Regions from separate parts of the Mus musculus genome. Here all the other regions are linked to region 2. The links are chromatin contacts, called in public Hi-C and HiChIP or PLAC-seq maps. All regions are on one chromosome and are shown on one strand. Each heading gives the region's core, a stretch centred on a gene start, on an enhancer-like site or on the middle of the called end of the contact. The rest is flanking DNA. Distances are from core to core; before and after follow the strand shown.

What was found. Hi-C and Micro-C count contacts between places; a contact is called where the count stands out from the background. HiChIP or PLAC-seq counts read pairs in DNA pulled down with a chosen protein or histone mark.
Region 1: a contact with region 2 is called in an H3K4me3 HiChIP or PLAC-seq map of bone marrow-derived macrophages, with 5 times the contacts expected there. The contact joins the enhancer-like site here to the promoter of Etnk1 in region 2. A contact is called at or near these places in 1 of 39 promoter capture datasets (maxillary cranial neural crest), 2 of 115 datasets of contacts at active chromatin or transcription factors (bone marrow-derived macrophages and thymic regulatory T cells) and 2 of 9 other capture datasets (embryonic stem cells and macrophages).
Region 3: a contact with region 2 is called in an H3K27ac HiChIP or PLAC-seq map of embryonic stem cells, with 6 times the contacts expected there. The contact joins the promoter of Lrmp here to the promoter of Etnk1 in region 2. A contact is called at or near these places in 9 of 39 promoter capture datasets (the C10 cell line, the HPC-7 cell line, cranial neural crest and 5 more), 1 of 484 Hi-C or Micro-C datasets (B cells), 6 of 115 datasets of contacts at active chromatin or transcription factors (embryonic forebrain, embryonic stem cells, large pre-B cells and 2 more) and 1 of 9 other capture datasets (macrophages).
Region 4: a contact with region 2 is called in an H3K4me3 HiChIP or PLAC-seq map of pro-B cells, with 6 times the contacts expected there. The contact joins the enhancer-like site here to the promoter of Etnk1 in region 2. A contact is called at or near these places in 8 of 39 promoter capture datasets (3T3-L1-derived adipocytes, the C10 cell line, cranial neural crest and 5 more) and 11 of 115 datasets of contacts at active chromatin or transcription factors (embryonic forebrain, embryonic midbrain, embryonic stem cells and 5 more).
Region 5: an H3K4me3 HiChIP or PLAC-seq map of pro-B cells shows a contact between it and region 2, with 8 times the contacts expected there. The contact joins the enhancer-like site here to the promoter of Etnk1 in region 2. A contact is called at or near these places in 5 of 39 promoter capture datasets (the C10 cell line, cranial neural crest, hippocampal neurons and 2 more) and 4 of 115 datasets of contacts at active chromatin or transcription factors (embryonic forebrain, embryonic stem cells, large pre-B cells and 1 more).
Region 6: a contact with region 2 is called in a Hi-C map of B cells, with 6 read pairs. The contact joins the enhancer-like site here to the promoter of Etnk1 in region 2. A contact is called at or near these places in 4 of 39 promoter capture datasets (cranial neural crest, embryonic stem cells, maxillary cranial neural crest and 1 more), 1 of 484 Hi-C or Micro-C datasets (B cells), 5 of 115 datasets of contacts at active chromatin or transcription factors (embryonic forebrain, embryonic stem cells, large pre-B cells and 1 more) and 1 of 9 other capture datasets (embryonic stem cells).
Region 7: an H3K4me3 HiChIP or PLAC-seq map of pro-B cells shows a contact between it and region 2, with 5 times the contacts expected there. The contact joins the enhancer-like site here to the promoter of Etnk1 in region 2. A contact is called at or near these places in 2 of 39 promoter capture datasets (cranial neural crest and pre-B cells), 1 of 15 datasets of contacts at CTCF or cohesin (large pre-B cells) and 3 of 115 datasets of contacts at active chromatin or transcription factors (astrocytes, large pre-B cells and pro-B cells).

Annotation. Positions count from the first base shown.
Region 1 is chr6:145,146,238-145,150,555 of GRCm38.p6, forward strand. It overlaps Lrmp (lymphoid-restricted membrane protein), which reads left to right. Exons shown (of 19, transcript NM_008511.4): 4 at 1,399-1,445; 5 at 1,543-1,607; 6 at 1,742-1,840; 7 at 3,050-3,120. Among named protein-coding and RNA genes, the nearest start is that of Lrmp, 27 kb to the left of the region's middle. Within about 2 kb of position 3,019, at least 45 of the 459 cell types and tissues checked have an H3K27ac peak or open chromatin away from gene starts, as enhancers often do. A contact at or near this core is called in bone marrow-derived macrophages and thymic regulatory T cells, where this site is marked.
Region 2 is chr6:143,165,564-143,169,497 of GRCm38.p6, forward strand. Etnk1 (ethanolamine kinase 1) reads left to right here and starts at 1,667. Exons shown (of 8, transcript NM_029250.2): 1 at 1,667-2,073. The coding sequence starts at 1,918.
Region 3 is chr6:145,119,858-145,123,636 of GRCm38.p6, forward strand. It overlaps Lrmp (lymphoid-restricted membrane protein), which reads left to right and starts at 1,912. Exons shown (of 19, transcript NM_008511.4): 1 at 1,912-2,249.
Region 4 is chr6:145,018,297-145,022,102 of GRCm38.p6, forward strand. Bcat1 (branched chain aminotransferase 1, cytosolic) reads right to left here. Exons shown (of 11, transcript NM_007532.5): 6 at 896-1,059. Among named protein-coding and RNA genes, the nearest start is that of Gm26666, 27 kb to the right of the region's middle. Within about 2 kb of position 1,600, at least 40 of the 459 cell types and tissues checked have an H3K27ac peak or open chromatin away from gene starts, as enhancers often do. A contact at or near this core is called in pro-B cells, where this site is marked.
Region 5 is chr6:144,921,507-144,925,800 of GRCm38.p6, forward strand. No RefSeq gene overlaps it. Among named protein-coding and RNA genes, the nearest start is that of Gm46721, 21 kb to the right of the region's middle. Within about 2 kb of position 1,440, at least 40 of the 459 cell types and tissues checked have an H3K27ac peak or open chromatin away from gene starts, as enhancers often do. A contact at or near this core is called in pro-B cells, where this site is marked.
Region 6 is chr6:145,088,984-145,093,185 of GRCm38.p6, forward strand. No RefSeq gene overlaps it. Among named protein-coding and RNA genes, the nearest start is that of Bcat1, 15 kb to the left of the region's middle. Within about 2 kb of position 1,423, at least 39 of the 459 cell types and tissues checked have an H3K27ac peak or open chromatin away from gene starts, as enhancers often do. A contact at or near this core is called in B cells and pre-B cells, where this site is marked.
Region 7 is chr6:144,686,525-144,690,558 of GRCm38.p6, forward strand. Sox5os3 (SRY (sex determining region Y)-box 5, opposite strand 3) reads left to right here. Exons shown (of 3, transcript NR_040519.1): 2 at 3,415-3,520. It also overlaps a transcript of Sox5 not described here. Among named protein-coding and RNA genes, the nearest start is that of Sox5os3, 16 kb to the left of the region's middle. Within about 2 kb of position 1,362, at least 18 of the 459 cell types and tissues checked have an H3K27ac peak or open chromatin away from gene starts, as enhancers often do. A contact at or near this core is called in pro-B cells, where this site is marked.

The DNA of each region.
Region 1 (4,318 bases), core at 1,769-4,268, 2.0 Mb after region 2:
TCCTCTTCTGCCCCTTCTGGAAACCTGTTTAATGAAGCGGGAACACTCTTCTAAGTTCAAGTGTGAGCATCAAGGTGCCAGCCGACAAGCTTGGCGTTATCACCGCAGCTAGTCAATGCTGACGTGGCTTGTGTTAAGGCATCATAAATGATTTTAGAGAAATCAATTCTTGATTTTTTTTATTATGTAAAATATTTTTTTTAATTTTATTTAATCTTTTTTAAACAATCCAGATTTTTATCCCCCTCCCAGTCTACCCTCTGACTATTCCACATCCCATATCTCCTCTCCCCACCTCCTGCCCCCTCCAACCCCACCCCACCCCCATCTCCATGAGTATGTCCCCACCCCACCAGAACTCCCTACTCCCTGGGGCCTCCAGTCTCCTTAAAGGTTAGGTGCATCTTCTCTGACTGAGCCCAAACCCAACAGCTCTCTGCTGTATGTGTGTTGGGGGCTCATATCAGCTGGTGTGTGCTGCCTGGTTGGTGGCCCAGTGTCTGAGAGATCTTGGGGGTCCAGATTGACACTGCTGGTCCTCCTACAGGGTCGCTTTCCTTCTCAGCTTCTTCCAGCCTTCCCTAATTCAACACAGGGGTCAGCTGCTTCTATCCATTGGTTGGGTGCAAATATCTGCATCTGACTCTTTCAGCTGCTTGTTGGCTCTTTTGGAAGGCAGTCATGTTAGGCCTCTCAATTCTTGATTTTTATAAACTATGATAGCCAATGAAATGGAACAATATTTAAAACTTCCCCGGTTTATAGATTCTTTCATGTGCATACTGTATATACGTAAAACTGTAATCACTATGTATTTAAATAGTGCATAGATAGGGCCAGCCTCATTTAGCATCCTGTAGGTGATACAGAACAGTTCTTCAGCATCTGATAATGACCCCAGCTGGCTACGTGAAACAAAACATCTCACTATGTGGAGATATCTACAGCTATCAACCAAACATTTTAAAATGCAAAACCAAAAATAAGTAAGAGTTGTGAGGAAATTTAATAGAAGCTTAAGCAGTGACACAGAATCTTATTTTTGAAGTTTGAGCTTTTTTATTTTTATTTTTTTAGTATTTGAGAACACACGAAAAATTAATATTTAATTTAAAAATAATTTTATGTCCATGTGTCCTTGTGAATGAATGCACATGCACATGCAGGTGCTGGCAGGGTTGGGGCTGGAAAGGGGGTATCAGATCCCCTGGAGAAAAACTTACAGGTTCTACAGAGCTGACATCCGAGGAACCAAACTCGGGTCCTCGGCAAACGCTGCAAGCCCTCTCACTGCGTAAATAGTGACTCATTTAGCACTGATGGGGATACGTGCCTAAAGCGACCTTCCTGGGATGGTCACTGTAGATCCCTCACCATGTGTCTCCTTGTTCCCTGCAGGAGAATGGTGCTGACCACTTGTATTCCGAGAGCCCGTCACAGCTCAGGTCTGCCACATTTATGAACTTGGATGTGTTTTCAGTTGGGCTTTAAGAGAGTTATTTGCCGAGCGTGTTGAAGATATTTCTTGTGTCCGTTTGTCAGGGAGTATCTCACACAGCCATCGTCTGAACAGACTTCATCCTCGGAGAGCACTGTGACGTCAAGTGGTAAGTAGCTCTGCGAGAGAGGAAATTGGCGTTCTCGTTACCAACCGGCTTAGGTGTGTGCAGACGAGAGGTGGCGCCCAGGCAAATGCTTCTTTTGTGTAGCTCTCCTGCTGTCCGCCTTTTCCCGTTGGCAGAGTCTGGATCAGACATTTTGCACATGGCTTCTGGTGACCTTGACTGCAAACCTCTCTGTGAGAAGGAGGAGGAAGCAAGAGCCGCCTCTGCCATGCAAGGTACAATGTCGATGAACTCCAGGGCAACATGTGAGCAAGCCCCTAAGTGGGGCCTACAAACTAGAAAAGCCAGTGGGAACAAAAATCACAATATATTATAGTAGGCCTTACATATTGCCATCTGACAGAAACTGACTGGATTCAGTCAGGTCTGATCAGCTGGTAGGAGAGAGAGAGCACACCCTTAGAATAATGATGAGAAAATCAGGTCGGAATAATGGAACTGTTAGCCCAGGTCCACTAGGAATCCAGGGAACCAGCCAGGCAGGCTGATCAGGTAGGTCCATATGGCTCCCAAGGCAAAGCACTTCTCTATGGCCATCTCCAGTGAGACATCATTATGGCTGACAAATTTTAAGATGCTGACTGGCCTAGAACTCACTATGTAGACCAGGCTGGCTTTAAACTCACCACACCTGGCTAAATCCTATGCCTTTTGATTCCAGAACCTTCAGTTGTATGTAGGTCTAAAATTGGAGGGAAAACTGAAAACTTCCATGGGGAAAAATAATATTTTTTTTAAAAATGATATCTATTTTGTTATTCTTTCTTTTTAAAATTATATATATATATATACACTGTCTTCAGACACACTAGAAGAGGGCATCGTATCCTGTTACAGGTGGTTGTAAGTCACCCTGTGGTTGCTGGGAATTGAACTCAAGAACTCTGGAAGGACCACTGAGCCACCTCTCCAGCCCTTATTATTTCTTATAGTCTTTTATAACACTGTAGGCTGATTGTTTCTTGAGAAGTGCCACATGTTAGGTAGTGTTCTCCCAGCATTCTGTGCACTGTGCAAAATGAACAGAACTTACCAAGCATGACATTGTCCCCAAAGGGTCCCTTTGCCCAGTTTCATGCTCTGAAGCATCCATGCTTGGTGGAATGCCTTGATCATTACCAGCCCTGTATATACCACAGGGCTTCTGGCATTAGAAAAAGGCATAAAGAAACACTCAGTCCTCCGTTTGAAAGGGCACTCTACAGACTGGGGAACTTTCTGCAGCTCAGCTCCTGCGAAGGCATAGGGGGTGGGGGGCGGGCCTCCTCCGTTTGTGCAGAGCAGACTTCGTGCTGCGGGGCCTCTGACTGCAGTCACGTGCCAGCCTCTGTCCTTTGCTGGTCTACCCACATCACCACCCTGCTGCTTCTTCCTCTTTTGATTGATGCATCTCCAGCCCTTCCCTGTGTTTCCTCTTCTTACAGGCACCAGCCTAGCTCCTGCTGCTTATGGAGACTACACGAGTGTGGGCGTGGCCAAGGCTGCATCCCAGCTGGTGAGGAAACAGTGATAAGCTGTAGGATCTGTCCCTCTGAATTTATGTCACACTCTTTAGAAGTCTCATCGTACACTTTCAAGATATTAAGAGAAAAATCTAACTTACTAGAATTTAGTTATACAGCCCGGGTATTACTGACTTGGGCAAGGTCACACACTGAGCTCCAGTGTAGACAGCCTTGTTCCACACTGTCATGCACTCATTCACTCACTCATTAATGCGTCAGACGTCAACCAGAAACAAGGTGATGAGGGCATTACTGCACATGGTTGAGCAAAACAGCAGCTATGAGTGAATGTGTGACAATGTGTGTGAGTGTGTACATGTGTATGAGTGTGTGTGCACATGTGAGAGTGGGTGTGCACATGTGAAAGCGTGTGTGCGCATGTGTATATGAGTATGTGAGAGTATATGTGTGTGCATGTCATATGAATGTGTGTGAGAAAGTGAGTGTGTGTGAGTATATGTGTATGTGCATGTCATGTGAGTGTGTGTGAGAAAATGTGTGTGTGTGAGTATATGTATATGTGCATGTCATGTGAGTGTGTTTGAGAATGTGTGTATGTGAGTGTGTGTGTCTGTAGGATGTCTCAGCAGAAGACTGAGGCCTATGTGTGTGAGTGTGTAAGAGTGTGTGTGAGTGTGTGCATGTGTTTGTGTGTGTAGGATATCAGCATAAGACTCTGAGGAGGCCTGGGAGAGTATGTTTGTGTGTGTGTCTGGTGTGTGTGTGTGTGTGTGCTCACAGCATGCTGATCAGACATCCCAGTCACTGGTATCAGAGCCCAAAAGGTCACAGAGGAAGAGCCATGGGGGTGGCATAGAAGGCAGACTAGAAGTACTGAGGCTGTGGAATATATTATTATAAGGTTAACACAAAGACCCACAGAAAGCAGGGGAACTCCGCCCATGAGGAAAGACCCACTGAGAGGCTGGAGGCTGCACTCTAGCTTCACGGATCTCCAAGGCTCTTTATGTTTTGCTCCTTCAAGTGTGTGAGAGTGTGTGTGTATGAGTGTGTGAAGTGTGTGTGTGAATGTGTATATGAATGTGTGTGAGAGTGTATGAGAGTGTGTTTGAGTGTGTGTATGAATGTGTGTGAGAGTATATGAGAGTGTGTGTGAGTGTGTTTGTATGAATGCGTTTGTGTGAGTGTATGTGAGAGTATGTATGTCTCAAAGGTGACTGATGGGTC
Region 2 (3,934 bases), core at 417-2,916:
TCCCCTTACCGTGTGTGTGTGTGTGTGTGTGTGTGTGTGTGTGCGTGTATGTGTGTGGGTGCGCTCAGGGTACTGAAAGTAGGGCATTCTATAGTGGTTTTTTTTTTTTTTTTTTTTTTTTTTTTTTGAGTTTTTCAAGACAGGGTTTCTCTGTGTAGCCCTGGCTGTCCTGGAACTCACTTTGTAGACCAGGCTGGCCTCGAACTCAGAAATGCCTGCCTCTGCCTCCCAAGTGCTGGGATTAAAGGCGTTCACCACCACTGCTGGGCTACATAGTGGTTTTTAAAAACACATACTCAAGTCTGGAAAATGGTCAATAAATTTACAATGTTGCAAAAATGCAGGAGTGGATTTCCCACTTTTTAGTGTAGGAAGTTTATCATTATCTCAGACTTATTTGTGACTTACAAAGGTATGTAGCCTCATTCAGAACAATGAGAACATAAATGTGTGCTAATGGGTAATACAACATTTGATCATTCACAAGTTATTCACTTGTACTCAGCCCCGGGGAGGCCAGAAGTCAAGGTGAAAGTCACCTCCATTGTCTCCGTCATAAAAGGAAAGCACAAGGGCGGACCAAAAACTTGTAGATGATCCGGTTGCCAGTATTTCTCTAACAAGCAAAGAGCAGAGCCTTTCTGATACAGGAGGTTTCATGTAGCCGTGCGAGTCCCAGGACGCGCTATGATTTAGCATGACAGATCTAATTTTCTTTCCTTCCAATTCCCTCCGAGTCTCTACCTTATATAACCGGCTTTGAATAATTCTCAGCAACGTCAACTATCTGACCCTTAAAATGAGTGTTTCAGTCGTCTATTATCGGTCGGCTGATGACTAAGTATATCCCGGGCAAACCTGGAACTCACTATGTAGCCCGGCTGGTTTGGAACTCGTGGCAATCCTGCCTTAGGCACCTGAGAACTAGGACAGGTATAGGTCATCACACCACTGTCACCGGTTTACTCTCACTTTACGTAAAGTTTGCCCCAAATACTGTGATTTCTATGTACCGTCAAAGGGAACTGGGTTGCTGAACCAAGCAAGCATGTAGTTCTGTGCACACAGCTTCAGGAACAAGGCGAGCAAATTAATCCAGCTTGGCCGGTTGAGGCCAGGCTAAGCTCACAGCTTAAATTTAGGGTTATTTCAGGACGTGCCTTCTGCGTCCCGTAAGAACGTCAGCCCTAAGTAAGCAGAGCCCACGACCCTAGTGATCTAGAAAGGTGACGCTTCCTTGACTCCTGACAGGGCTGGGTAGCACTCCACAGCTCATCGGTAGAGTTCGAAAGGGCTCGGCAGAGCTCGACAGCGCTCCGGCAGAGCTCGGCAGAATTCGGTAGGGCTCCGGTAGCGCTCGGGCAAGGCTCGTTAGAGCCCCGGTAGGGCTCGGCAAAGCTCGACAGTGCTCCGGCAGGGCTCGGCAGTGTTCGGCAAGGCTCGTAAGCGCTCCGGCTGGGCTCGGCCGCGCTCGGACTCCTTCGGGTGCAGGAGCCCAGCCAACCCCACAGTAGCGGAGTGCCTGGCGGTGCGCGCTCCCCGAGACCCCGATCCCCAAGAGCCCCGAGGCCCGCCCATTGTGCCGCGGGGTTCGCCACCCCGCCAGCCGCCTGACGCAGCCGAGGCTCCGCCCCCGGCGTGACGCTAGCGTCAGGCCAGTCCCGGCATGCTTCGCGGCCGCCCGCGGTCTAGCGCACTGAGGCATCTTCCCGAGAGCGGCCGTGCCTCCGCGTCTCTGCACTGCGCACCCCGTCCGGCCGCCCGGTTGCCCCCGCCGCCCGCCCGTGCGTCCGAGCGGCCGCAGCCCTCCGCCGAGGGCGCCCCGGGACGGAAGGGTCCAGCAGCCTGCCGGCGCCCGCCGCGCTCGTGGTCGCCGTCGCCGTGGTCGTCGTGGTCGTGTCCGCCGTCGCCTGGGCCATGGCCAATTACATCCACGTCCCGCCCGGCTCGCCCGAGGTGCCGAAGCTCGACGTGACGGTGCAGGACCAGGAGGAGCAGCGCTGCCGCGACGGCGCCCTGAGCCTGCTGCGGCACCTGCGGCCGCACTGGGACCCCCGGGAGGTGACCCTGCAGGTGAGGCCGGACGGGCACCGGGTTTCCTTCCCGAAGCCGCCGCGTCAGCGACGTCTGCCCGGCCCCTGAAGAGGCTCCCGGGGATGGCTGCCGCGGCCCTCGTCATGCCTCTCCTCCCAGACCCCGCAGCCCATCCGCCTCCCGCGGTCCTCTCCGCTGCCCTCCCTCCCCTGCGCTTCCCTCCCATCCCTGCCTTATCCAGCCCGAGATCTTCCCACATCCCCATCTCCGAGCCGCGGGAGAACAACTCCTTTCCAAAGCGGAATGACCGGGGACCTGCTGCTGCCCACGCCAGGATGCTAGGGAACGCTATGCCGTGCGTTATAGGAAGGCTTGAATTGGAAGGTTTCTAAATTTGTAAAGTCTTAGAAGAATTAATGCTCAGGGTTGGAGTGAGCAGTGGCCTGGGAATATTTTCGTGAGTCAGTGGCTTTAAAGACAAAAATTCTCAGAAGGATACCCCTACCCCCGAAAAGCTAGGATTAGGAAAAAAAAAAGGCACTTGCAAGTTATGATCCACCATACCCACAATTTATCTGGTGTAATTGGTTATAGTTTTTTCAGTGCACAGCTTGTAGGATTACTAAGGTGAATTTCCTTTTTCCTTGCAAACAAGCCAAATTAGTAAAATTTTAACGGTTTGGGATTGTTTTAGATTTGAGCAGTAATTTGTATTATTCAAGACGTCTGTCATTTTGATGACTCCAATACATTGTTGGGGGTTTATACAGGATTTATTGATTTAAGTTTTTTGCTAAATTTTTTTTTTAGTATAATTAAAACATGAGTAGTGTCTAGGCCCCAGAGCAGTTCCTGACACTTGGGGGCTTTTATGAGTTTTAGTTTCGATTCTTGTTAGAAGTGTTCTGAGCAGCTGAAAGAGACCGACCCATATGTTTTGGGGAAGAAACTTGTTAGACAAAAGACTTTGACATTTAAGGTGTGCCTGTTGGCCAAGTATATAGGAAATAGTTGATTCAAAATGATTTTTATGTATAACTTGGAAGATTATTGCATTTCCTTTAAGGAAGTGCTTTTCAAATGGAAGCATATCTGTTTGTGTATTTTTTGCAGTGCTGGGAAAGGCAGCTCTGGATCCTAGGCCAGTGCTCTACCTCTGTATGTAGCCCTCATGTTAGACTGTTAATATAGTGTATTCACTTGCTTGTTTGAGAGGGTTTTAAAATTTAATAAAATCTATTTCTGGAAAATATCTTACTAATTAAAGGCAGTTCTGCTTCCTGGTATACTGCAGTGCTGGCAACCCATATTGTTTTTTAGCAGTGACTTTTTCAAGTTTGAAGCTTGGAATTTCCTTTCATTTATTTGTGTGTAGAAAGTGGTAATAGCTGTCGAGTGAAGTGCTGTCTGCTGGATTGGGTTGAGCTCTTTTTAAAGTCATCGTTGCCTAGGAAATCCTAGGTAGGTGCTCTCTCTTTTACCTCACGTGAAATCTAGTGAAGGAAAGCCAGGGTAAAGAAGGACTTAAAGCTATTCTGACTGTTATATAGGAGATGAGGGTAAATCATGACTTATATGTATTTTTCTTTTTCCAGGCAAGGTGGCTAGATCCCTCACTCAACTGGCACCCCATTGTGGTGGGGTTGCAGGTTTTTGCCACCATTCCTGACCTATGCTGTGACTATGAACTGTAACCTTTGGGTTCATAATCTGAACTTATGTGTATTTAACAGATATTACTCACTTCTAAAATCAATAATTAGAAATTCATCCCCTCCTTGTGCAAGCAGAACTCTTGGATCAGAAGCGGAGCCATCAGTAAGTCAAGGCTAGGGTTCTTTATTCTGCCCCAGCTCCTAGAGGGACTTACATATGCTAGGACACTGCAAACCAGTGGTGC
Region 3 (3,779 bases), core at 662-3,161, 2.0 Mb after region 2:
TAGACTTAGTGGTTGTCTCAGCAAATAGTTAAAATTCTGCTTTATACTCCTGGTAGGTTCGCGTTAGCTTTTTGCTCACGTTGGTTTATTTTTAATATACCTTACCTAGATAAATGGCACTTAAACTGCCCCGAAGCTAGCATACACTCCCTTCTGATATTCCTGAGTTAACACTTACTAAATATATATTTTATCTTTGCTGTCCAAGACCCTTCTGGGCAGCCCTTCTGGGGCTGCTTTCCCCCTCGTACCTACATTTCAGCCTGCTCTCCCCCCTGCTCCTTCCTGGCATAGTCTGTCCTATGCCCTTCTCATGGTGGGATCCCTTCTTCCTCCTCCTCTCTTACTCTGGAATTCTAAAAGTCCCGCCTCTGTCTCCTTGCCCAGTCATTGGCCACTGGCAACTTTATTTTCCAATCAGAGCCAGCTGGGGGTAGGCTTCCTTTAGCCTACATGCAGGACACTGCAAACAGGTTTTTGGGTAACATAAATTAGCATGAGAGCACAAGCTGCTCTAGGTGGTGGATGTGTGTAATTCCAACTCTAGGGAGGTAGAGGAAGGAGGACCAGAAGTTCTCAGCTACATAGAAAATTAGAGACCAGCCTGGGGTATATGAGATCCTATCTCAAAAGAGCATTACCTCTTTTAGTAAGAACTATAAATATTTAAGAGTGTAGATTTCAATATACATTGTTCATATTGTTTTAGCGCCATTACAGAGCATAAGCGACTGTAGGCGGTCGCGCAAGCAGCTTTGGGGAATGCCTCTATATACAAAACGATGCTGAAAGGGCCGTGGTCCTTCTTGCTTCTGATGTTATAAGCAGTGCTGTTTTATGCAGGCACACAGTTAGGCTTTAACTGCAAGGAGCCTGGGACTGATGGCTGTCTTCCCTCTACCCCCCCCCCCCACTTTGATCCTAATTCAAAATGGGTGGGCCCAGTGGGTTAAGGTTTGTACTCAAGCAGTTCCTGGTAACCACTGAGTCATCAGTACGCCACAGATTAGTCTTGCTGGCTAGCGGAGAGTGGGAGCCAAATGAGAAGTGCTAAAGGCTCAAGGACATTTGTGGTGGGAGATAAGAGGTAGAGAATGACCTCTGAGTTCACAGTGGGAATATCCAGTGAGTTTCCAGCTGTGTTGGGGGAGATACTTCCGGTACTAAAGCTCTGCCCGTTTCCTATGATTGACAGTCCAAAGGAGAAAGGTTAACGAAACAAAGACGCATTTCCCTCCGCACCCACTTTCCTCTAAATAGCTCGTGTTGGTGTGTAAAAACTAAACTTGTCACCCTGCTCCCAATGTAGAACATCCTACTTGTGTGCCGCAGGTGTCACAGCGAGCTCGTGGGGAGCCAGTCATGCCACGTGCTCATCCGAAACAGCCCGAGGAAGCTGTGGAGTTGATTGTGAGCTCTGGGGTTGCTTTACTCAAGAGCCTGTATTTCTAAATGCTTTCATTTTTTCAGGTCCTCTCTAAAGAAGTTTGAGTTCCTCACAGTTTCTCAGAGTGACTTGTGACTGAAGTGTCACTGAAAGCTCAGGGTGTTTCTGTCGTTCCCTCCACACACCCCCTCCCCCCCTTTCTTTTTTTAAAATTTCGACTTCATTCAGAAACCATTAGACATTGCTAAGCGGCTGCAAGATGTGCCCACTAGGAAGAAGGTCCATAGCCAGAGAGCACATAGAGCCAGGGGTCCGGAGGCCTTGGCAATATGAAACTCAGGGATATCACCTCAGATGTCCTTAAAATGTGAAGCAAAAATGGAGGAGGGGGAAAAAAGGAACTATTCAATTGTCCCAGGAGGCTGGCCTTTAGCCTGCGCAGAGGAAGTGCAGGGCGCAAGGGTGCAGGGGTGCAGGGGTGCAGAGGAGGCGGTGTTAACAGCCTTCTGGTGAAAGAGGGGAGTACAGAAAGCTTAAGTTGCTTCTAGGGACTCTCTGGGTGGAAGGATCTGGGCCTGCTGCGCCCGCCCGTGCAAACAGAATTGCAGAAGTTGAGCCTACGCTTATCATTTCCCTGAGAAGAAAAGCATATTTCCAGTTTCCTGTGCCTAAGAACAAGCATCCAGCGCCCTTCCCGCGGCTCAAACCCAGGCTGACCTGTGCATATGGGTCAGGGGGATCAGGATGGGGCCTGCGCATGAGGCAAGCCTCTGCTACAAGAACTAGAGGAAGCGATTCCAGAAGGAGATCACAGTCCCCAGCACTACTCAGACTCAGGAGCTGAAGACCAGGGGCGTTCAGTGTAAGTAGCTCATTCTACTCTGGTTCATGTCGCCCAGGATGAGGAGGAAGAGCCTCTGCCGCTTTCCTGGATCCCAGCTGCTGGGTTAGCCAGTGGAAGGGTTAGCTAGCATCGCTCGCTCTCGCTCCCGGGATCTCAGCCTCTGGCCAGGGCCATAGACCCCTCCCCTGCTCCCCGCACCCCAGGCTGTTGCTAGATTTGTCTATGGCTATCTTTCCGTTTAAAATGAAACAGAGCTGGGGCTTACTTAGCTCAGAGGCAACTTACCCTTGTGTGCAAGAGTGTGTATCAATATTAAACACATGTAAACTTGCTTTAAAATTTTTAATGTGTTCTTAATATAAATGTGTGTGTGTATGTATGGATATATATGCACACTTTAGTTTTGTTTTTGAGACAGGGTCTCACTGTGTAGTTCTGACTGACCTAAAACTCTCTGTAGACTATGCTCACCTCAAACTCACAGAGATCTACCTGCTTCTGCCTCCAGAGTGCTGGGGTTAAACTGTGTGCGTTCCTCTGCTCAAATATACTTTACCTTTGAAACGGGTATTTAGAATTTTGTGTGCCAGCCAAAGGCCTATTATGAGCATTTACCAAGAATAATGTGAGAAGACAAGTGTCAAATTACAAATGTCAGGCTATTTATAAACCTGCTTTATTCTACAAAGATGAAATGGAAATTGTAAAGCTTGCGTGCCTCGCCGTTTACCGGACAGCTGCTTTTGTTCAGTGAACTTCTTAATTTAGTGGGACAGATTTTTTTTTTCCAGACATAAGAGTTCATTTATCTCGTGACCCAAATGGTGCTTGGTCTGGGTTTATTGTGAATTTCTGTACCTTTTTCACTGTTGGCCTGAGGAAGTGGCTGAGGCGTTTAAGGAATTGCTTCCTTTTAGAATAGCAACATTGTTCAATATTTTATTGTTACTGTCTTGGTTTGTACAGCTCACTGGTTTTCAATGTTTCAGAAAGCAATAAAAACTGTTCTTTAAATCAGGGAGGGTACAGTGTTGTCATTGCTCAGGAGGCTTTGGAGAAGGGTCTCTTGTGAGAAGAGCTACCCTGTGGAGGCACCGATAAGCAGCTGCGCCCAGTTTGGTGCTTCAGAGCCCATGCTCAGAGCACTAACCCACCGGCCACTTACATCTGTCTTTTGATGAAATTGATATTACATCTCAGTGTTTTGTGAGCAAGTAAGAATTTGGGTCCCCCTTCTCAAGGGTTCCCTGTGGCATCTGAGCAGGAGTGTCTACAGTTATGACACATCCCAAAGGCCATTGTGGGGTTCCTTGCTGGTTATGGTCCTCCAGCCCAGCCTCCAGAGACAATTGGTTGGAATGGTATTAGAAGCGCTTTTTTTTTTTTTTTTTTTTTCATGTGTGGACTTCCTTCCTCAATGCACCTGCTCTCGAGCTACCAGAATTCATGGAACACATGTAGATGGGTGTATTTTGCCTGCCCAGAGAAGGCACACCTATGGGTTTTTGCTCAAGACCATGTCTTTACATGAAGGTCTCTCTCAACACC
Region 4 (3,806 bases), core at 350-2,849, 1.9 Mb after region 2:
AACATCACTGAAAGTCACTTTCCAGGAGCATCTCTGTATGTCACCAGTTGATTCAGACCAGGGACGAGTCCGTGATACTTGCTCCTTCTGTTGTATCCACCGAGGGACATTCTGAATTCAGAGCCAAGTCAACGCTGAAACTGGCCAGCACATCTCAAACCCTCTTTTGTTTCCTGCCAGCTACAGATGGCCGGTGAGGCTGGCCAGGCAGAGCCAAAGCAGGGCTTTCCTCTGCCCCTTCACAGCAGGTGAGCCTGCCATCTGTGGCTAAGCAGACAGTGAAATAGTCACCTTTCCAGACAGGGTTCCCTGGAGCCAAGTGAAAGCATCATCCCCAGGGCCAGTCTCTAGCTGGAAAGGACCCTGGTTCAAGTCACTGCTCCATGCCCATGTGTGGAGAGCCGTGCCGCGAGCAATCGCCATTATAAGATGGCGCTGGCCTCCGCTGTGCCTAACTAGTAAACAAGCCTTGTACGCAGGTGCAAGAGTGAACTCACGCCTAGTCACTCCCATTCTCGGAGTGTAATAGTGGGGTGATGGGCGAGCAACGAATCAGGAGCCGTCACGCCATATCGGGGTGCTGAAACGTCACACTGCGGGTTATAAAGGCGGCGCCATTTTCCCGGTTCAAGGTCTTCCTGAAGAAGTAAGCAATAAAGCTTTTGCCACGGAAGATTCCAGTTTGTTGCGTCTTTCTTGCCGGTCGAGTGGGACACAATACCCATGCCACACTGCTGCCTTAGAGGGGCCACAAGCAACACCTCCAACAACTAACACGTTTACAAAGCTAAATCTTAAACCACAGACAGCTACTCGCTTGTGAACTCTACCAAGCACACCGCCATTGAAAGCGCACAACTGTCACTATACAGGAAGGACACAGGGACCGACTTACCCGCCCATCTTGCAGTCTCCAGTCCCACCTTTCCAGGCTCTGATGTACTTTGGATTGGCCCACAGGGACACCGGAGTAAAAGATCCACTAGAAAAATAAGGTCCCACGGGGCTCAGGATCACAAAGAGTAGGGCTTTGGAAGGCTTCTTGACGCCAAGAGATGGCTGTAATAAAGAGAGAAACCATGCCTCTGTAACCAACAGTGAGACATCCTTCTTAAGAGTCTAAAATAGACCTGTGTCCACATCCCAGAAGGTCACCCAAACAAAGCTTAGTGACACAAAGCTTTTTAAAGAATATACTGAGAATGCGTATTTAAATTTGGGTGTGGGGGATAAAAGGATGGGACACAGATGCCTCAGTGGATAAATGCTTGTTTGCTGCCACACCTGAAAAGCTGACTACCTGAGTCTGGTCCCTGAGCCTCGCGTGGTGGAAAGAAGAGAGCCAACCACTACAAGCTGACCTGAGACCTCCACAGACATGCTACGGCATGCACGGTCAACACAACATAAACAAATCATTGTAATTTAAAAGAACTTTAAGTTCCGTTTTGGTTTGCTTTCTGAGTTATGATTTCAGAGGGAGAAACACAGCTGTCAGTTGCAGTTGCTGAAACTGCTCACAGGAAGAGTGAAGAGCCTGCCTCCTAGAACATAACCCACCCCCTTCAAGTCTTTGTGAAGCCTGCTGGGCACTCCAGAAAAGGTGAGGCCCATGAGCAGAGGTGGGCATGGGGAAGCCAGCTGTGATGGTGCCTGCCTCTGCAGCACATAATAGACAACAGAAGGCAGGCAGAGACAGCAGAAGTCCCATCAAAAGGAGATGAGAGAACTTAGACTTCACATCATGGACAACAGGGAACTGGAAAGGTGGTTCAGTTACTAGCACTGGCTGCTCTTGTAGGGGACCCGGGTTCAGTTCACAGCACCTACATGGAGGCTCACAGCTGTTCATAAATCCACTTCCAGGGGATCCAGTGCCCTCTCCTGGCCTCTATGCTGTGCGTGCGTGTGTGCACACATACAAGCAGGCAAAACGGCCATGTGCATAAAATAAAGATAAATCTTTGGCAAATGGATACAAGACAGAAGACAGCCTTTTCCACAAATACAGGAAGACTATAAATTTCTCTAGCACAAGGAAAAGTCGTGAAGTGAGGGCAGTGGATTATCAGAAACTCCAAGTCCCAGAGGCCGTGTGTCATGAAGACATACAGGTCAGTTCCATTCAGCTATACTATGTAAGACGGCAAGAACAAACCAACAAGCCAGGATCCCCCAGGATGGATGCTGACCACTGCAGTGTTCTGTACCTGTGACACAGAGGCTGGCAGCCGCTCAGTGACAATGAAGAGGGCCCTGACTCTAGCTGGCTGCACACTTTATGCTCTCTGCCTAACAAGCTGATGCTGACAGACTCTGCAGCTGCCTTTTGCTTGAGTCTCCACCACACCTGCCTCTAGCACGCACTGCCTGCCCTCAGGCCCTCTCCATTAGACCCAGGTGGTAAATAGCTGAAGCCCAGGAAGCAGTTGTGGGCCAGTGAACCGGCTTGTTTGCCACATATGCTTGACTGCCTGAGTTGAATCCCCAGAACATGGGAAGGAGCCAGATGTGGCAGGATGTGGCACGTGTGAGCCCAGCACTCCTATAGAGAGGCCGGAAGAAGACAGAGCAGCCAGCAGCTGGTGGGCAAGCTAGCCTGGAGCTCATGACATGGCAGATAGATACTGCCTCATAGAGGTGAGATGAGAAAACAACTTCTGAAAGCTGCCCTCCGACATGCACACTGTACTACTGTGCCATGACACATGTGCGTGAGGCACACACACATACACACACCAACACACATGTTCACACACATACATGCACACACTCACACACATAGACACACAAGCACACATGCTCACAAACACACACACACTCACACACATATAACACATTCACACTCACACATACACATACTCACAAATACACATATATGCACATATACACACACATTCATGCTCACATATACACACTCACTCAGATACATACACACACCACATACACCCACACACACACATACATTGACACTCACACACATGCACAAACATACACATACAGCACATACACACACACACTGTCTGTGGGTAAGGACATCACCTGAAAGCCCCCCACCTCCCTCTATCAGGAGGACCAAGCAGGACTCTGAGCCCCTAGAATAAACTGATGGTAAACTACATGACTGAGTCAGAGAGACCGGTCTGAGAGCAGTGGGGCTAGTTTGAATATGGTTGGTTGGTTGGTTTTTGTTTTGAGACAGTCTCTCTACATAATCCTGGCTGTCATGGAACTCACTCTATAGCCCAGGCTGGCCTCCAACACAGAGATCCCCCTGCCTCTGCCTCCCAGATGCTGAGATTAAAGGTGTTTGTTCTTCAATAGGAACTTATCTTCTCCCCCTGCAGGATGAAGAGCTTGGGAACTCTATGTCTTCTCATCTGGGAGGGAGACTGTGCACAGATCCACACCTGTTTCGTCCCAGCTCTGGGGGAACCATCTTGTCTCTGAGAGTTTCTTCAATGGTGAGACTGTGTGGGCAAGGTGTCAGACAGGAGATAACTGAGGAAGTCGCTGTTGCAGCGTCTTCTGTGTCTCTGGTGCTCTGAGCACCTCTCTGAGGCCTTGAAGCTGCAGTTAGGATATTTCTGCTGTGTCAGAAGCAAAGGCAGCCAGAGAAAGGGGGCACACTTTCCTAGTTGCCACACACAAACACCAGTGAGGGTGTGAGGGCGCAAAGACCCCCGGCTCCCCGTCAAACACTCCCATTGTAGCTGTCAGTCTCTCTTCCCTTTTGGGCTTTTCTAGAAGCTGGGAGGAAGACAAACCCTAAAAAGGGAAACCTGATCCACAATAACCCAGGGGGA
Region 5 (4,294 bases), core at 190-2,689, 1.8 Mb after region 2:
GAAAGCCTAAATTCAATCCCTAGAACTGCACAAACTAGGCACAGTTCTACAGGCCTGTAATACCAACACTCAGGAAACAGAGGCAGGAGGATCAGTGACTCAAGGCTATCCTCAGCTATGTGGAGTATCTGAGGCCAGCCTGGGCTACAGAAGAACAGTTTAAAAAAAATACTATGGAGGCCTTTGAAACCAGCGTTGTCGGTGTGACCAAATGAGAGGGTGTCCTTTAGCAGTGTGGCTGGAAGTCACGGGCACTTGAGGTTAGCCAGGACTGAGAAGAAGTCAAATCAAAGCCTCCCAGGAATGCAGCATTGAAGAGGGATCCTGGGCTCTGTCCTGAAGGGCCCCAAACAAGAACATTCAGCTTGTCACAATACCACGCCCAACAAGTGTGTCCTGCTCTTAGCCCTCTCTTCCCAAGCCTTTGTCTTCTAGCATTTTCTATTACATAGGACTTCCCTGCCCAGAAATAAAATGTTGCCTCTTACCAAAACTAAAACAAATCCCAATTATGAATGAAAGCACGAGGGAGCCCCCAAGAAAGAATTAAACCTTTAATCCTCATTTCTCAGCTGACACACAGATCTCAATTGTCTAGCTCTTGCAGCCATCGGAGACTTAACCCCTGCAGAGGGGGTATAGTATTCATTCCTAGGCTTGAAACAAGAAATGTATGCTCCTTGCCAAAAATAAAAAAATTCTTTAAGAAGTGAAGAATAATTTTGAACTGTCTCAAGTGCTATCAACATGATTCTGGCTGCCGAGGATCCGATATGGAGATGAGCAACCGCCAGCAAAAGATTTTCCTCGGGACAGGTGCTTCAACTAAGCGCCCTTTGACGTGCAGGGTTGTCAGAGTTCCTTCCTTCTTCTCCCACTTCATCTCCAACTTGTGTTACTCCTCTTTCTTTTATTTTTTCCTTTCTGTTTGGTTGGAACAGATTCTCACTCTGTAGTCCAAGCTGACCTGGAACTCACCACGCAGCCTACAGTGAATTCAATCCCATAATCCTCTGCTGCCACCTCCCAAGTGTTGGTGTTACAGGTATGAGCCACCATCCCTAGCTTATAAAATATTTCAGTGTTCGAAGTTGCCTCTGATTTAGTGTTGATATTGTCTTATGGGGGGGGGTTGTTTTGTTTTGTTTGAGTTTGGGGTGTTTTGGTTCTTTTTTTCGATTAAACCTGTTAGGTCTCTGACTCAAGCAAGATTTATAGGTTTCTTTGGAAAGTTTTAGGTTCAGTTAACAGTTGAGAAATAACAATTAAGTCAAGATCATTCAGGCTAAAAGCAAAGCTTGCAAACTCTTACGGTTTGAGAGTGAAAGGTGTATCCTGACAGAGTCTTGGCCTCAGAGGGTGGGAGTGTGATGTAGGTAGACAGATGCTGAGGAGCTACAAGCTGAAGTTGATGCATGCTTTGTAGGCAGGAGGCGAAGGGGTGGTCATGTGTGAAGAGTGGGGGAAGTGCCCCAGCCCTTTGAACTTCACCCTGAAGCCACTCTAGTGTGGCTTCCTCTGCCATGCTGACACTTGAGTTCCTGGCAGTTGAACCAAGAGGTCAGGCAAGCTGGTAAGGAGAATGCAGACAGACAGCCCCCTCGGAAGCCAATTTCTTCTCTTTCAAACCTCCCTCACACACCTTGCCATGGCAAGTCTTCCAAGAGCCACAGCAAGTCTGCCACTAGGAAGAGCTTTCTCCTTCCCCCTTCATGGCTCACAGGACTGACTTCAACTTCAATGTTGCCTTTCAAACATTTTGTGTTGAATGTCTTCATGTCTCCTTGTGGTTTTCTTTGGCAACAATTTAGCTACATGAACATTTATTTGTTTATTCTTCTGGGTTGTTGTATCTTGTTTGCATTACTATGGCAACATACCTGAGGTATGCTAACTTCATAAAGAAACATTTTTTAACTTACAAGTTTGAAGGCTGAAGGTCCAGAAGGCTCAAGCAAGCTCTACTGAGGGGTTGCCTTGTGGCACAGTAAGGGTGCGGGTCTATTTCTGCACTTGTCTATTCTTTCCCCACTTCCTCATTAAGCCACCAGAACTTGATTCCATCATGAAGGGTCCACCCAAATGAACTCATCTAATCAAGTCATTCCCCATGAGGCCTACTTGTAACAATGGTGGTCACATTAAGTTTCTCTTCTCTTATTACCATTGATGTGAGACTTTGGGAATTAAACTGCTGCCTTGTTTAGGGATGGACAGACCACATCCATAACTGCCCTCTAATAGACCATTTCCTCTCTCGACTGAAGCAAAATGGTCCTCAGCCTCCAAGTAAGGTTATATGTTAGAGCCGCAGATGCACAATAAATAACTGTGGCATGCTAAGTTCTCTGCTTGCAAATATCAATCGCATCAATAAGACGCTTTCTCCCTTTTGTATTCTGCATGTTTTTGGGTGGGTTCTGTATGTAGGAGTCAGTAGAAATAAGGCTGGCGGAGGCCGCTAGAGAGATGGCTCACTGGCTAAGGGCACATATGATCTGAGTTCAGTTTCCAGCACCCACAATGAGTGTTTCACAACCACCCAGGGGAATCCCACACCCCTGGCCTCCACACGCACCTTGCACACTGGAACATGTACTTGTGTGTTACCTACATCCATTCCCTCTCTCTTGAACACACACCCACACATACACACGGGGGGTGGGGTGGGGGGCAGGAGGATGTTATAGGGAAAGTGATGTTCAGTCAGCAAAGAGCTCACAGCCTGGGTTCAGTCTCCAGCACCACTGTAAAACCTGAGAGTAATGAACTATTTCTGCAGTTCCATCTCTATAGAAGGTGAGACAGGGAGACAGCCAGGGCTTGTAGACAACCAGCCCAGCCAAACAGATGAGCTCCAGGATCAATAAGAGACCTTGTCTCAAAAACACAAGATGGAGAGCCACTGAAGAAGGCATCCAACGTAGACTAGGCCTCTGGCCTCCACAGCAGACACAAGCTCCACACAGCAATAATGCAGACTAAGGGTCTTAGCAACTGAGATCTTCCTGATGGACGGGGGAACTAAGACATTGTAAAAACAATTTCATGTAATTGCCTTATCACTGTGAAGTATATGACACTGTTATTTGTATATTATTGGAGAAGCAACAAGGCTAGAGTACATGCAGGGGAGAAGATCTTGATGCAGAGGAAGGGGGCTGGCGAGCAGGGTGGGGACCACACTGAAGGTGGCTGTCAATCAATGTTCCTCCTGCACAACCCCATCAAGGTCTGCCAGTCTAGACCATTCCACGGCGACACACACGGCCCATGTGATGCTGCTGCACCCTACTGTGAGCCAAAGAAAGGAATGGAAGTGCCAGGAAGAGCTGGCTGGGCAGCCATGCTACTAAATAACCACAACACCCACTTGTCTCCGTGCCTGTGAGAGTCCAGCCGAAGCGTGGGTGGTCAGAATGGCCATACTCTTCAGGTCAATCGAGCCTACAGCTCTATCTCCCTAAGTTCCCAACTGCAGAACCGTATAGCAACTGAGGTCAATATTCCCAGTGCTTGCACAGGCTGTGTTGTAGGATTTTTTGTTTTTAGGCAATCGAGGTAAGTTGGGATTTGTCGAGTAAAGAACTAATGTATTGTTCTGAAGCAGCCATGGTTTCTTAGCGTCTACTTCCCATCGTGAAACAGTGAAGGAAGATGTATGACCCGCTCAGGCGCATTCTCTGGGGTTCGTCTCTGGCTCTCTAACCCTCTGGAGCCAAAGGCTCTGTGGAGGAAAAATAATAATCTCATTATTTTGGGGTTTGGGTTATTTTAAGTTCTTCCCTTTTTAATTTTATGTGTACAGGTTTTGGCTTGCATGTGACACCGTTTGTGCAGTATTGTGTGCCTGGTGCCTGAGGCCAGAAGAAGATATCAAATCTTTTGAACATGGGGTTACAGGTGGTTTGGCTGTTCACGAAGGTTCTGGGAACTGAACCTAGGTCCTCTGAAAGAGCGGCCTCTTAGCCACTGAGCCATCTCTCCAGCCCCCAAATGCATTAGGTTTTTCTTTTTTTAAGTTCACACACACTAATAGGTTTCATTATGGGGTTTTCATACATTGCCAGCGGGGTTCCTTTACTCAACAATAACAGAGGTTTTTTTTTTTAATATTAAGGCAATAAGAAAATTCTGTGGTTTTATAGCTGCCTGTTATCTTAGCTGAGTTTTATGAGGCAGCATCCCACAAGGCAGTATGGACTAGCCTAGAACTCACATGTTACATAGCCTTGCTTAGCCTTGAACTTAGGAACCTTCCACCCGAGCCTTCCAAGTACTAGGACAGTGGCTC
Region 6 (4,202 bases), core at 173-2,672, 1.9 Mb after region 2:
AAGTTAGGTGTGGAGGAGGATTGCTGCGAGTTTGGGGCCAACTTGGGCTACCCAGTAAGGGCCTGTCTCAAACAAACAAGACTGGAAGTATGCCATAGTGCTTACTTCAAATTCATGAGGTCCTAGATTCAAACTCCAATACAGGAGAGAAGAAATTCAAAATGAAGCTAGCAATCCAGGGAGACACCTGTGACTGGGGTAGGAGGCTGAGGAAGGAGAATCGGGAGTTCAAGGCCAACCTGTACTGCCTAAAGTTGACAGCCACCAAAGGTTATATAATGTGAATCTAACTCAATAAAAAAATTAAAAAAAAAAAACCAAGCAAAATAATCCCGCAAAATGTCTTAGTCTCTTGACAAACCTTTATTAAACGGTTTGCATGTTTAGAGGTTTAAAGGAGAGGCTGTAGTCTGTGATCCCACCAGAGGCCATGGTGATGTTCATGGCTCCTGCTGCCTCCTGCTGATAAGGGCAAGAAAGTTTCTTTTGCAGTCTGGATGACTACAGACTTGTAACTGGGAATAAGAGACACAGAAGACTGACAACCCCCACACACACCCACACACACCACCCCCCAAAATAACCAATCCAGACAGGAAGCTGTGGAAAAGAGTCCTGAACAACCATGATAAGGATTCTGAAGTGTAGCTCTTCACAGCTGATGGCGTCTGGTGGGGGCAGGGAAGGACTCAGTTTCCTTTAAGGGGCTGCGTGTTTGACCGTGCTCCAGTGATTATACAGGTAATACAAATGGACTCGGTGGACTTTCTTTTATCTTTTGGGGGAAGACACAAGGGTGGGAGGTTGGACCAGGGAGGAATAGGAAGTGAGTGTGATATGAAGTTCCCAAGTAATTAATAAAAATATTATGTTGGGGAAAAAAACAAACAAAATGTAAAACACATAAGAACAGCAACAAAGGGGGAGGAGGAGGAGGAGCTATACAGAGTCTAAAAATAAACACAGAGCTGCTGGGCATGGTGGCGCACGCCTTTAATCCCAGCACTCGGGAGGCAGAGGCAGGTGGATTTCTGAGTTCGAGGCCAGCCTGGTCTACAAAGTGAGTTCCAGGACAGCCAGGGCTATACAGAGAAACCCTGTCTCGGAAAACAAACAAACAAACACAGAGCATGGGAACCCGAATTCGTAATTCGTGTATTTTAGGAGGCAGAGGCAGGAGGATCAGGAGTTCAGAGTCACCCTCAGCTACATAAGCTGCGCTCAAGAGATCTTGCTCAAAAAGTATATAAAGAAGGAAAGAAAGAAGAGGGAGGGAGGGAGGGAGGGGGAGAGGAGGAGGAGAGAGGAGGGGGGAGGAAGGAAGAGCGGGAACTCAGGCCTAACAGCCGTGACACAAGGCTCAGAGCCACCTGCGACTCCAGCTTCAAGGGATCTAACGGTTCTTCTGACCATGGACCCTTGCACAGATGTGGCACAGACATACATACAAAAGTCTTTCAAAAATAGAGAAGTCTACCCTGAGGTACACTGATAGGATAACCTGCAGACTCTCCATTCTTCATTTCTGCTGGGATTTATGGTCAGCCACCATCCTCTGCTGTTCTGAGAAACCTTCATGAATGCTCATCTGGAGCAAGCCAGAAGTCTGTCTTAACTGTTAGTCAAGCGATATGGTCTAGTGGGTTTAAACTGTTGTGTTTGGTTCTGCCCTGTTTCCTTTCTGCCTAGGGGTGGGGGAGGGGAGGGGTGGGGACCTCTGGGTGTTACTGGCTTTGGTCTCTGTGGACCAAAAGCAGGTGACAATCCTGGATATATGTATGATATATGTATGTATGTGTATATATATATCTTAGTGGCTCAAGTTCTTGCTTAGTGTACATGAAGCACTGGGTTGGATCCCCAGCCCTACAAAAACTTGGTGTGGGGGTGCAAATCTGTAAACCCAGCACTCAGGAGGATCAGGGGTTCATAAAGTCATTCTTGAGTAGTTTGAGGTCAGCATGGGCTACATGTAGCCCAGGCTACACCATGAGTTCAAAAACAGCCTAGGCTACAGGAGACCCTGCGAAAGGCACACACTATGACCCTTTTCAGTGGGAGGCACTGTGTGTAATAAAGAGAAACGTCAACCTTATAAGTAAGTCTGCAGATGGCAGCAGAGCATCTGTGGGTTTCTTTAAAACTGCAAACTTGAGGCAGCTTCAGGTCCTGAGCTTAGGAGCCCCCATCCCCACCCCATCGTGGCTTGCTTCCTTGTTGCCTTAGAGTTGGGTTTTGTCACTCGCTAGTTTTGAATCTCTCAGCTGAGTGTTCTTTTCTTTGAAGGACTGGCATGCATGCATTTCTTCACTCTGACTACCTACTCAAATCAGCGGCACCCACCCACCTGGCCCCTACTTCCATCAGAGTGTGTGTAGGATGCTGAATGGGGTTCGTCCCCCCTCCCCCCACGGATGCAGCCTCATTCCTGTCCTAAGCACTTACTGCCTTAGCTGTTATATTTTGCACAATTTATATACCATGTCTTCAAACCAGAAAAGGAAGGGACAGCCTCCTGTATGTTCGTAAACACCACACAGCAACTCGGATTTGTATTATCTTATAAAATTTCAAAATGGCTTCTACAGCTGTGCGTGTAGCTAGGAATGGTAGAGTGCGTGCCCAGTGCACGGCCACGGGTTCAATTCCCAGCACTTCATAAACCATAGCGCATGCACATAATCCCAGCATTCTGCTGCATCATGAATGTGAGGCCAGCCTGGGCTACTACTGTGAGAAGAGAAGAGGAGAGAAGAGAAGAGGAGAAAGGAATCTTCCATACTTCTGACTGAAGTGAGGATATTCAGGTGAGGTTAACCTGGCAGACAGCATCCACATGGTCGGTCCACTCCCCACCTCCATCCCAACACACATAGAGGTGGACTCATCCATGTGGTCAGTTCACACACACACACACACACACACACACACACACACACACACACACACACACACTGGTGGACATATCTTCGAGGTCCCATCCCATCCCCCCCCATGCCCCTCCTCTGCCCCCACCCCGACCCGTCAGTGTCTTTCCTTGCCTTGAGCTGGATAAGAACCAAGACAGGTGTGCCTGATCCCACTTTGATTTCACACCACTCCCTGCCAGCAGGTACAACTTAGCATAAATGAGCTCCACGACCCCGGTCCACCAGCAGACCTCCACCCTCCCTGGTGCAGATGCAAATGACGGTTCTTGTCAAGCTGGGAAATTCCAGTGAAAATACAGTGGTGAGACTTCCCCAAGCAAGTCAGTGGCTCTACTTCAACGGGCCCCAGCTGGGAAAGTGCTTCCTCTGAGGGGAACCACCCAAGGTCACCCCCAAACATTACCTTATTCTTGCCTCACCCTCAAATTACCTGTGGAAAGGCATTGGCCAGGTTCGCCAGTGTACACAGTGGAGATGATGGGAAATGTGAGGAAAAGCCGACAAATGAAGAGAAGAGATAAGGAGCAGATGGACAGAAAGTTCTAGAACCATCTCCACTGAGGCACGTACTCAAACGCCCTTCTTTTTCTCTCTCCTTCCCTCTCCCTCCCCACCCAATTTCTTTCCTTTCTCCCCTTCTTATTCTGACACAGGCTCTCTCTCTCTGTAACCCAGGCTAGCCTCCAATCACAGCAATCCTCCTGCCCCACTCAAGTCCCAAGTGCTGAAATTACAGGCATGATACCACACCTGGCTCTAAAACTGTTTTCAGACTTTGAGGTAGGCTTCTGAGGTCTCTTTCAGGGGTTCCAAGCCTGGTCCTTTGGAAGGCTCCTTGTCGGAAGCAGGGTTGTGGTTTTATAACCTAAGAAAACAGGGAAGCCCTGGGATTCTTAGAGTTGGGGGTTTATTGTACATTTTCTTCTGGGAGAGAAAATAGACTTGATAAAATAAGGAAAGCCAAGGAGACAGGTGACTCAGGAGAAAAACTGCTGTTTCAGAGATGCTAATGGGTTTGCTATGACACAAATAAAGCTTTAAGTCGACAAAGTTATGTAAGGTGTGGCGTGTGTGTGTGTGTGTGTGTGTGTGTAGTATCACCAACAAGTTTGCAGACAACCAACTTCAGGAGTCCAGGACGTGGGGTTTTAAGTTATTTTCAGGACAGCTGTTTTCCACCCCCATCCTAAGAAAGAAAGCAATGTGTTTAATCTAACACTTGTAGAGCTCACCGGTTTAAAGGGAGCATGGCGGCCCACACCTGTAACCTGA
Region 7 (4,034 bases), core at 112-2,611, 1.5 Mb after region 2:
CTCGCTTACAGTAAATCAGAACATGATGTAGCTCTGTCTAGTCCATCCTGCTTACTAATGCAAAAGGAGCTGATACCGAGACAGTTCTAGAAACTTCTATTCATGTCATTACATCATGCTTGATCTATGGCTGGTATAGTACTTGGGGATAGTAGTAGAAACTGGATATTAAGACCTTCCTGGAGGAAGTAGATTACAGGGGCACAAGGCTTGGAGGTTATGCCTGATCCCCAGTATTTATTTGTGTGTGTCTCTCATTCCCCCACCTCATCCCCCCCCCCCTCTCTCTCTCTCTCTCTCTCTCTCTCTCTCTCCTTTCTGCCCACCATAAGATAAAGAATTTCCTCTCTATACACGCCGGCCACCATGATACCATGATATTCTTTCTACCCATGGATGAGCCAAGAGTACTTGCAATGAACCCTCTGAAGCCATATGCCAGCATCAACCTTTCTATGTTAAGTTGTTTATGTCGCGTGTTTTGTCCCAGTGATGGAAGATTCACCAACACCATATGAGAAGAACATCTTTAAGTATGAAAGTCTCAGTATAACACTTACACATACTACAATTTCACTAAGATATACAAGGTGGAAACATTCAATAAAAATCCACATTAACACCATATGAGAAAAACACCTTTAAGTATGAAGGCCTCAGTACAATGCTTGCATATATTATGATTTCAGTAAGATATACTAAGTGGAAACATTCTATAAAAATCCACATTATAAAGGGACAGTCAGACAGTTACTCACTGTGCATATATCTACTTATTAAGAGATTAGTCAACATAAGAAAAGTCTGTGCTAGATGCTGGCGTTGGCTAAAATAATCATAATTGTTAATGCATACTAGATGCCTGTTATACACAGACAGAAATCTTTTAACTTGGCCAGTGTTAACTAGTCTATTTCTGAAAAGTGCTTCTGCAACTTAGACTAGAGTAACTTAGCTACAAAGGCTCAATGAATGCACATGACCAAGTTCCCACCTCAAAGGACCCACCAGCAAGAGTGTGCACTGGGGATGTGTTTGCACTGGGGCTGCGTGCACGGGGGAGGTGTGTGCTCGGGAGGTGACTTGTAGCCAGCGTGAGACCCTCGCGCATCTGAATTCAATACTTCTGTAAACGTAAATTACTCTGACAATCCTACGTAATGTGATGGGGAGAACTTTGCTTATTCATCAGCACAGCTGCTTACAGGATCATCCATGGCCACAGATGATGCCAGATTTTTTAAAAGAAAAGAAAGCATTTGAATGGAAGAGTTATCTCTAACTCTAGTTAGATAACAGCAACACGGCCACCCTCGTCAGGCCCCGTCCGACAACGGCAGCTTCTACGGCAGGAAGCAGCAGCTGAAGCAGAGACTCATGCATGGATAAGCTGTACGTGCAACCCTGAAAGAAGTTCCACATGGCCAAAGGCAGAACATAAACAAGAGAAAAACATCAGGGGAGAAACAGAAATTGCACTTAAAAGACAGTTTCCCCTGTCACTGAGGGAAAGATGGGTGTAACTCCTCAGAGGAAAGATGGAAGAAACCAAGACCTCTTTCATTTGGGAGAGAGAACACAGTAAGATTGATTTCACTCATGGGTCACACTATCTTGGAAATGCTGACACACGGCAGTATCAGAAATAACATCTGATACCAGCAGATCACAGACAAGGGCACACACACCTGAGCAGAGATGCGCGGAGTCCCCGATCAGTGCAGAAGGCTGAGGAAGGTGGGGGAAGGAGAAAGCGTACACCTTTTAAAATTAAAATTAAACTTCAGTATGTGTGGCAACCAGTGCATTTACAAGCCAAGTAGATGTACAAAGTTAAAAGTTTGAAGGTTTTTCATTCCAAAAAGCTTAAGTTTGGGGGATATGTTCTCATTTATTTGATTAAATATTTCTTTTACTTTGAATAGACTCTGCCTTTTAAGACTCACTCAACAGATTTACAGTTCAGGGTATATATGTGAGCAAGATACAAAATTTAACTTGTATAGAATATCCTTGAATAACCATGTCAGACACAGGAACGTACAAGCGGGTTGCTGACCCGTGGTGTATATGTACTTACAGTTTTAAGTAAGAGCACCCCGTGAGCAAGAGGCTACTCCAAAGCCAAATGGGATGGTGCAGACCATAGCCCCTCAGTTCTGGGGCTAAAGTGGGATTGCAAGTTCAAAGCCAGCCTAGGCAGGTTAGACGTTCTAGAAGAGCAGCCTGGGCTGCAAGACCCACATTTTATAAAAGTCACTACAGCTCTCACGTTGATACATAATACGTATGTCCACATATTTATTCCTTAATGTAAAATCATATTTACAAGTTTATTGCCTAGGCATGCGTGTAGAAATATGCAAATATACATGCATAGGTACGTGTGAGTAGCCATATGAAATTTATTTCCTCACTACCACTATTCCAAAGTAGTGACTAAACTGCAACTGGAGATCAAGACAATATGTACGATAGCTCTAACTCAGTCACAGTGAAGCTCTTGCTCCCATTCGCTGAGTAAGGAGAGATATTTTAGAGTGATTTTCCTTTTAAAAGCATTAAGCTTCTCTAGTGATCGACAGTCATAGCAGAGAGGAGAGTGTCCCTGTGTCTACAAATGATGACAGGCAGGCACAGCTCAGAAATTGTCTGGAAACTGGACACACCTCATGAGCTCACTCACCTCCCCCAGTCCCAGCCCAACACACAACTAATTTCTCTTTCAGTGAAAGCCCTCTTGGGCTCTTCTGAGTCACTCACCACAGAAACTTGGCCATCGTTGGGACATCCCCATCTTCTGGAAGCATAATTTGGTTACTCAAATGCACAGAAAGTTTTCCACTTGGGTAAGATGGTAATTGTGAGGCCCACCTTCTTCAACGGGACAACAGCACATAGCATACTTGGTACTCCAGTTTCCAAGGACCCAGGGGCTTCTTTGTTTTAAGGGAGCATGGATGTTTCTGTCCTATAAACACAGTCATCTGCCTACAAGGGCATTGGACACTAGACAGCCAAAGGACCTTCTTGTTGAGATGAGCTACTGAATATTTAGTGGCTATCTCAAAATAATTTGGCTTTGGTGACGCTTACATTGGCTGTAAATTGATTTTCCTCAGCATCTTTTATATTTTCTTCTTATATGTGAATGTAATAAAATTAAAAATAACAATTTTCTGTTTGTGTGTGATTCATATGCCCACGTTTGTATACTTTCACAGTATGTCATACACGAGGAGATCAGAGGACGAGCTATAGGAATCAGTTCTCTGCCCACCATGTAGGTCTTGGGGATGAAGCTCTTGTCATCAGGTTTGGCTTTGAGTACTAGCTGTGACTTCTTGCCAGCCCCATCTTTTATATTTTAAAGGGATCACATTCAGCCCATTTTAAGATCAATCTCTTTATTAGTTCTGTCTCTAGGTACAGTGTGCAGTTTGCGTGTGCTTCTCTTGAATTCTCTTCAAGCAAGGAACTGTGGCACCACAGCCTACTGAGTGAGATCACAAAGGCAGAGGTGAGTTACATTTGCAGTGTCAATTATGTCCTAAGTCCGTATGTGCTACTGACCTGAAAATCTGCAAGAAATATTCAAAATTTATAGTACTGGTGAGCATCCTTCTGTCTGTATGGAGCATCCCTGATCTCAGAAAGTCTTACAAAGAAGCAAATTTGGCTGTTCATCCTGTCTGACACCAAAGCTCTCTCATTTAGCTAAGATATATATATATATATGTAGATATATATATATAGATATATCTCATATATTCTCAATAATCTGTTGCTCTTTATCATGGCTGCTGCTTATCTTCCTAGTAAGTTCTCACGTTTTCACTAAGTTCCCCCCCCCCATCTCTTATTTTAGATTCAAAAGATTATAAACATCTTGAAGGCAACAACATTATTTCCTGGAATTCAATATTACTGACACAACCAGAATGCTTTGTTGGGGATAATCTTGAGTCACCGTGTATTTCCCTCACTGATGATCCTTTAAATCATACCGATTAGAGCAGTGTGCATGTTGCTTC